Regions from separate parts of the Triticum aestivum genome. Here region 1 is linked to region 2. A link is a contact called in public Hi-C data. All regions are on one chromosome and are shown on one strand. Each heading gives the region's core, a stretch centred on a gene start, on an enhancer-like site or on the middle of the called end of the contact. The rest is flanking DNA. Distances are from core to core; before and after follow the strand shown. Region 1 holds the start of LOC123122318 (probable serine/threonine-protein kinase WNK9). Region 2 holds the start of LOC123122316 (chaperone protein ClpD1, chloroplastic).

The links. Hi-C and Micro-C count contacts between places; a contact is called where the count stands out from the background.
Region 1: a Hi-C map of leaf shows a contact between it and region 2, with 4 times the contacts expected there. The contact joins the promoter of LOC123122318 here to the promoter of LOC123122316 in region 2. A contact is called at or near these places in 1 of 5 Hi-C or Micro-C datasets (leaf) and 1 of 1 datasets of contacts at active chromatin or transcription factors (leaf).

What each region holds. Positions count from the first base shown.
Region 1 is chr5D:423,678,571-423,682,532 of IWGSC CS RefSeq v2.1, forward strand. LOC123122318 (probable serine/threonine-protein kinase WNK9) reads left to right here and starts at 2,138. Exons shown (of 7, transcript XM_044542508.1): 1 at 2,138-2,411; 2 at 2,526-2,563; 3 at 2,991-3,221; 4 at 3,465-3,685; 5 at 3,855-3,962. The coding sequence starts at 2,322.
Region 2 is chr5D:423,524,667-423,528,639 of IWGSC CS RefSeq v2.1, forward strand. LOC123122316 (chaperone protein ClpD1, chloroplastic) reads right to left here and starts at 2,660. Exons shown (of 12, transcript XM_044542506.1): 1 at 1,867-2,660; 2 at 1,320-1,495; 3 at 953-1,182; 4 at 746-854; 5 at 526-653; 6 at 171-272; 7 at 1-98. The coding sequence starts at 2,450.

The sequences.
Region 1 (3,962 bases), core at 888-3,387, 150 kb after region 2:
CTATTATCGGATTGAATACTATTATGGATTTGAGAACACTTGATGTATGTCTTGCGTGGGATACCCGTGGTGACAATGGGGTATTCTATTGATTCACTTGATGTATGTTTTGGCACTCAACTCGCGGATTCCCAAGGTGACATTGGGGTAATCTATGCATAGGGGTTGGTGCACGTTTTCGTCCTTGTTTCTCCGATAGGAATCTTGGGACACTCTTTGAGGTTCTTGATGTTGGATTGAATATTATGAATCTGAAGTTGTTTGATGCATATCGTATAATTGACCCACGGATACTTGTGGTGACATCGGAGTATCTAGGTGACATTAGGGTTGATTGATAAGTGTCACATGGTGTTATTTTACTACAAACTCTAGGGTTGTTTGTGACACCTATAGGAATAGCTCAATGGATTGATCGAAAAGAATAACTTTGAGGTGGTTTTGTTCCCTACAAGCAACTTCATCTTATGTTCTCCGCGATAGGAACTTTAAAGTGACTTTTGTCGCACGTTGAGGGATTGTCATATGATCTAATTATGTTATCATTGTTGAGAGAACTTGCACTAATGAAAGTATGAACCCTAGGCCTTGTTTCCAAGCATTGCAATACCGTTTTCGCTCACTTTTACTACTAGTTACCTTGCTGTTTTTATATTTTCATATTACAAAAACCTATATCTACTATCGATATTGCACTTGTATCACCATCTCTTCACCGAACTAGTGCACCTATACAGTTTACCGTTGTATTTGATGTGTTGGGGACACAAGAGACTCTTTGTTATTTGGTTGCAGGGTTGTTTGAGAGAGACCATCTTCATCCTATGCCTCCCGCGGATTGATAAACCTTAGGTCATCCACTTGAGGGAAATTTGCTACTGTCCTACAAAACTCTACGCTTGAAGGCCCAACACGAGTCTACAAGAAGAAGGTTGCGTATTAGACATCAACGTGGCAACTTGTTATGTTGACAGTTATGACATGTGAGACCCACATGTCAATCAAACAAATCTAACTTCCCCCAAAATTGAAGTTTGGATCGAGATCGAGCCCTCCGGTCGATCCCCGTACTGTTGGTCCACGCTGGCCGGGCTGGCGACGCGTTGGCCTGGATGGCCGCCGAAGCAAGCTGGATCCTCACTCTGGTCGCTGTCGGGCGGGCTGGCTGCCATGCAGCCGGGATGGTTGGCCGCCGGGTGGGCTAGCCTCCGGGCCACATGATGTTTGGTCGTCGGGCGTGCTAGCCTCCGTGCTGTCCTCTACATCGCCGGGCGGGCTGGCTTCCGCGCGAATGACGGTTGTAGCACAACGGAAGATGTATCAACATCAAAAAGAGTATCAAGCAGCTCTGCCGCCCGTTGGTTGCAGCTCCGCCGAACAACAGCCGTAGCACGCGTTGCAGCCTGTTGCAGCTCTGTCAACACGACGGTTCGTAGCACGGGTCGCGCTGGTTGCAGCTCCCCTAATGACAACGGTTGTAGCATAGATCGCCGCTGGTTGCAGCTCCGCCAAAACGATGGTTGTAGCATGGGTCGTCGCTAGTTGCAGCTCCCCTAATGACGACAGTTGTAGCATGGATCCCCGCTGGTTGCAGCTCCGCCAAAACGATGGTTGTAGCAGGGGTCGCCGCCGGTTGCAGCTACCCTAACGGCGATCGTACACAATGTTCATAGCACGGGCCGTCGCCGGTTCCAGCTTGCGCCATCGGTTGCAGCTCCACCAACGACGATCGCAGCATTCGCGGTGCCAGTTTCCAGCATGCACATACTGCGGTCGCAACATTCCCGACGTCGGTTCCAGCACGGGGTCGCAGCGTGCGATACCCCTCCTTGCCTCCTCGTTGCCGTCGTTGTAGCATGACGGCCGCAGCACAGTGGCCATGGCCGGAGCACGGGCAGCGCGAGCACCCCTCGCAGCAAAGCCGGCGGGCCCCCTAGTAGTCAAGGTTCTGTCCCTCCGGATAAGGAAGGAAAGAATCGGTTGGGTGGGCCCGCGAGGCACACGCGGCGCGCGCGCAGATGGACCGATCACGCGTGAGATCGGCCTGCCGATCAGAAACATTAGCCCTAGAATCCCGAGCTCCCGGCCGTTTCAGATCCTGATTCAACGAGTTTCCCCCAACGACCTCCACGCCCCTCGATCCGTCCGGAACCCGCCGCACCCCCCTCGATCCCCGTCCAAGCCCAGATCCGACGGCCAGGGAGCCCTGGCTTCCGCAGCGAACCCCTCCCATAAATTCCGCCGCCCGGAGGCAGGCCAAAGCTGGGAAGCAGTTGTTGAGGCTCGAAACTCCAGCGATTCGGCTCGGCAGATAGGAGGGGATGGATCCCGTGGAGGCGGAGGAGCAGCAGACGGAGCCGCCGGACGACGAGGCCTACGCCGAGGCCGATCCCACCGGCCGCTTCATCCGGGTACGTACCCCTTGTCCTCGTCGAGTGCTGCCGTTTTTACTTGCTTGGTAACTCTGTTCCTTGGATGTCTAATTCTTGTTTTGTTTCTTGTTTGGTCGATTGCTGCGCGTGCAGTACGATGAGATCTTGGGATCGGGTGCCGTCAAAACAGTGTATGCATCCTTCGATCGCTCGTCTCATCTGCTGTTTTTTTTTTTTTTTTTGCTCGTCTAGATCTTGATTTCGCGTTCGATTCTGGTGGTTAGATAAGATCATGTATGAAGTGCGATATTTAACAATGTTTCATCACCGTGATATAAACTGACCAAATTCCTGCTTTTATTTCGGTTAAACCTCGGCAAATCCATGGCAAACATAGTAGTACGCTCTAATCTCGCCAATCTGTTCACATTGCTGCATTACTATTTACTAGTGTGTCTACCCTACACCAAATGCCAACCTATATATAGCCTAAGCAACTTAAGTTCTTGTTTATTTGTAACTTTACATATTTCGGTCCTGTTTTCTGTCTGGAATTTATCCATGTCCGCGTAAGACTGATATTCATCGTGTGTTCCTCAATGGTTATCCTGCCAATAGCTACAAGGCCTTCGATAAGCTGGAGGGCGATGAGGTCGCATGGTGCCAAACACGGATTGATGATTCTGTCATGGGTTGCTCAGAGAAGATGGCACAACTGAATACGGAGATCCGTCTGTTGAAGACGCTGAGGCACAAGAACATTCAGAAGTTGTTTGCCTCATGGATTGATGAGGACAAGAAGACAGTTAACATCATCACAGAGCTCTGCACATCCGGCAGTTTGAGGCAGTATGTACCTTTTCTTTAGCTCTACCAGTCCATCTCGTCCGTAATACTTTGCCTGATTCTGTTATGGATTACCGTTTCCGTTTATAAGTTGATGTACTTTATTGAATTGGTGTCATTTTAACCAACCATGCTGGAGTCTGCTGTTGCTTGGAGAAAGTTTGAAATTTAACCACACATAGAGTTCACTCTTATCGCCCTTTCATTCAGAACATTCTGATCATTGAAATTTGGAATGATAACCAGGTTCCGTAAGAAGCACAATAAAGTCGGTATGAAGGCTATGAGAGGATGGGCAATACAGATATTGACAGGGCTGGAATACCTTCACAGTCAGAAGCCAGCGATTATTCATAGGGATTTAAAGTGTGACAATATATTCATAAACGGTCATGATGGACAAGTGAAGATTGGTGACTTTGGTCTGGCGACATTTTTGCATCAACGGAAAACCAGAAGTATCAAAGGTGTGTGACATTGTGTTTTTCTAACAGCTACAGATGTGAAATATATACATATATTCTGTTTACTGTAGATTACTCTTAAGGATACGACTCACTCACAGCATACTTTGTTTTACGAAATAGCATTTTTAGGAAGGCTTGTACTAACAAGATTTATGTCATCAAAATGCAGGCACATTAGAGTTTATGGCACCAGAACTCTTCACCGGGAATTACAATGAGTTGGTGGATATATATTCATTTGGGATGTGCATGCTTGAAATGGTGACATGTGAATATC
Region 2 (3,973 bases), core at 1,410-3,909:
AAATAAACTGCTGCATTGATGGCTTCTAGAGTGAATTTGCATTTATGATAAGTTTCATAATTCTCACGGAGACCAAGTAATATTTTCACAGCATCTTCCTGCATTATATTATAAGGATGGTTAAGAAACAAACATATGCATACTAAACTTCCAAAGGAAAATATCTTTACCTGGCTAGGCTCATCTACAAATACTGGCTGGAACCTGCGGTTCAAAGCCTTATCCTTCTCAAAATGCATCCGGTGCTCATCTAAAGTTGTAGCTGCAATGCACTGGAAATAAATATTGCCCATAAGATAACGATATATGACTAATATATACTCCTTCTGTTTAACATTTAAGGTGGAGTATTTTTTTCAAAAGTAACATTTATATATTTGACCAAGTTTATAAGAAAGAAACATCTACATCCTATTTTTTTATAAACGTGGTCAAATATAGAAAAGTTTGACTTATGAAAAAATTAATACACCTTGTATTTTGAAACCAGGGAGTGTACCACTAAGAAGCAGGATGAACTTTTACCTGCAGTTCACCTCTGGCAAGCGGGGGCTTCAGTAGATTGCTAATATCAAGGCCAGCACCCTTACCCTTTCCAGCAGTTCCAGATCCAACAAGATTGTGAACCTCATCGATGAAAAGAATAACATCACCTGCAGCGAAACAAACAATCATTAGTATTTATGACCAAGTGCAGAATATTAAAATATGATAACATTTTAGATTGCATTACGATCGAACTGACCTGCTTCACGGACTTCACGAATTAAACTAGTGATCCTGGACTCCAGTTCGCCCCTCTCTTTTGCGCCAGCAATAAGCAGGCCAATGTCTAGTGACATTATACGCTTTGCCTGCATGATTTAAGTTGGGAATACTATTGATGTTCTTGCAAGAGAATTTCATAAATGCAGAAACCTGTCTGTATCCATCACTCGCAATTCAAGCTTACCACGAGGAAAATGGGGACATCTCCATTTGCAATCCGAAGAGCCAAACCTTCGGCGATCGCGGTTTTACCAACACCAGCCTCACCCAAAAGGATGGGATTGTTCTTTGTTCGCCGGCATATTATCTGAACCACCCTTTCAATCTCCTCCTCACGGCCAATAATAGGGTCAATAAACCCTCCACTGGCTTGTGTGGTCAAATCTAGACAAAACTGATCCAACGCACCTTTATCTGAAACAGAGATCCCATGGCTTGTATTAGAATAATAATAATAATAATAATAATAATAATAATAATAATAATAGGCTTCAATACATGCAAATAGGTGACTTGTTTTTTGTTTAACACTCGAATAGTTGACTACTGACCTTTCTTTTTACTCAAGGATTTGCTGAAGGCAGATCTTCCAGCTCCAGCTCCAGCGGGTGCTTTCTCGGGCACTTTGAGAGAAGATGCTCCTGCGAGATCTCTGCCATCTTTTGCAAGCTCTTCATGGAGTCGGGTGACTGCAACTGACGCTAGCTGACTCGGATCCGCTCCCAAGCTACAACAGTTAAGTGTTAATTTTTTTTCCACAAGTCTGATCGATGATGGCGAAAAAATAATCCCTACGTGATCTTACGAATGAGTATAATCGCTTACTTCCCGCGGACCACGTTTTGGTTTTATGTTAACTTATGTGTCTAGTATTACTATTTGTACAGTTATTATGGGTCATAATTTGAAGTAGTATCTCGTGCTCAGCTCACAAGGGAAGATGAACTCAGTATATGATAAATCGATTGGCTATAAACATGATTATTTGATCAGTACTGGTGGATGGCAGCACAATGAATGAATAATTGGTGGTGAAATATAAATAAATAAATAACGAAAGGGGAATTCCTGGATACTGAACATAACTGGAGTACCTACCTTCTGAGGAGATTGTTGGTGGTGGGATCGTCGAGCGTGAAGAGCGCGATGGCGAGGTGCTCGGGGGAGATGAAGCTGCAGCCCATGTTCCTGGACAGCTCGACGGCGACCTCGAAGACGCGCCTGCAGCCCCCGTCGAAGGGCACGTCGGTGTCGAGCCCGCCCGCCTTCTGGGCGGCGGCGGCGCCGATGAGGCCCCGGCACTCCTCGCGCGCGCGCTCGACGGTGATCCCGGAGGAGAGGAAGCCCCCGGCGGAGCGGTCCTCGGCGACGAGGCCGAGCAGCAGGTGGCGCGGCGCCACGGCGCCCTCCCCGAGCCCCCGGGCCTCCTTCTGGGAGTGCACCACCGCCTTGACGGCCCGCTCCGTGAAGCGCTCGAAGACGGCCCGGGTCACCCCGCGGCGCGCGGGCCGCGAGGCCGTGGCCGGGCGCGGCGGGCGCGCCAGCGCCAGCACGGCCGCCCTGCGGATCCCTCCTCCCGCCGCCGCGCCCCGGTGCCGCGCGTACGCGGCCGCCGGCGCCGGCGCGGCGAAGCGGCCCCCGGCGAGGAGGGAGGACGAGGTGGAGCAGCAGCACACCTCCATGGTGGGAATCACCGCAGCAACTACTAGCACCGTGGTATAACTGACAGACCCCGGATGAGATGAAATGAAAAAATAATGGCTAGTGTTATGCTAACGTAATCGAACCACTCTCGCGTGTACGCAACTGTATCAGTAGTAGTAGTATCTACGTGTGTGTATCTACTGGGCGAGAGCTTTTGCTGGGTGAGCGAACGAATGAATGGGTGCTGCTGCAGCTGCGGGAAGATGGCGTATAAAAGTACCGCTGGGAAGACGAAGGAAGCACGCAAGGAAACGAGGCCTCGCCTCGGTGGAGGTGAGAAGAACGATCAGGAACTGTGCGTCGTGTGCCCGCCGGGGCGAGGAAAGGGACGGCGGTTTTGGTTTCACCTGCGCGTTGCGTGGAGGACTCGAGGCGAGCCCTCCAGTTCGGTTGTACCGCACGCAACCGCCCGCCGTGGAGGACCCAGCGCGGTCAAAACGGCCGCCGCGGCTGGTGGGTGTCGTGTCGTGTGGATCGCCGGGTGCCGCGCGGGCGGATGGGATGGGATGGTTTGGCCGCTGTTTCGGCCGTTTCCGGGCCGGCGAGGCGTGCCGTGCCGTGCGAGGCCGCACGCATGCGGCTCCAGGCCTTCAGCTCACGTGGACGGAAAGGGGATCGTCGCTTCGTTTCCTTGCACGCTTGGGCACGTATGCTGCGTGTTGGGGCGGGACGCCGACGCCGGCCGGCGGGCTCGTGCGAGGCAACGCGTGCGTGACGCTCGTCCTCTTGTCTTCTGCCTGCCTTGCCGCCTTTCTTCTTCCTCTTCAACACACCGGCCATCAACGTCGACGACTGGGGTGGGTTCCGACTTCCGGGGGAGATCCAGATCCGCGGGAGGTTCCGGTTCGGGCTTCCTGCCACCGACCTCTGTCGTCGCTAGGCGGACGTGGCCGAGACATGCTTCCGGTGGCTCTCCTGCCGCCCCTGCTCTCTTGCTCACGACGTCAGGACGGCCGATGCACGCCATGACGCCAAGCAGCAAACAGTAAACGTCCGCCCGTGCTCGCCCGCAGACAATGCCGACCGAACACTTATTTATTCTCGGGACACAACCTCATCCCATATGCAAACCATAGTATTCATGCAAATATATGCACCTCCATCATATAGCACAAAATCCATCATTAAATCAACAATTCAACAAAACAAAATGAACCATAATTCAACACATGCCAAAATAAAATTCAACAATTCATACATAAATATTTCCTCCGTCCCATAATATAAGAACATTTTTTGAACTAACATAGTCTGCAAAACGTTCTTATATTATGAGACAAAAGGAGTAGTTGATACACAAGCGAATCAGATGCTTCTATTATTTCGTTCGTTGATCATCTTCTTCATGTTCATCAACCACTTCTTGCTTTTGTCATCCAAGAGGCTAGTGTCCTGCAACATAATCCTCGACTCCTCTGTTTCTCTCAAAGCCTCAATTTCTCCCTCTCTCTCTCAAGCACAATTCCTTGCATTGTCGCCTCCTTTTTAAGCTACAATTTTG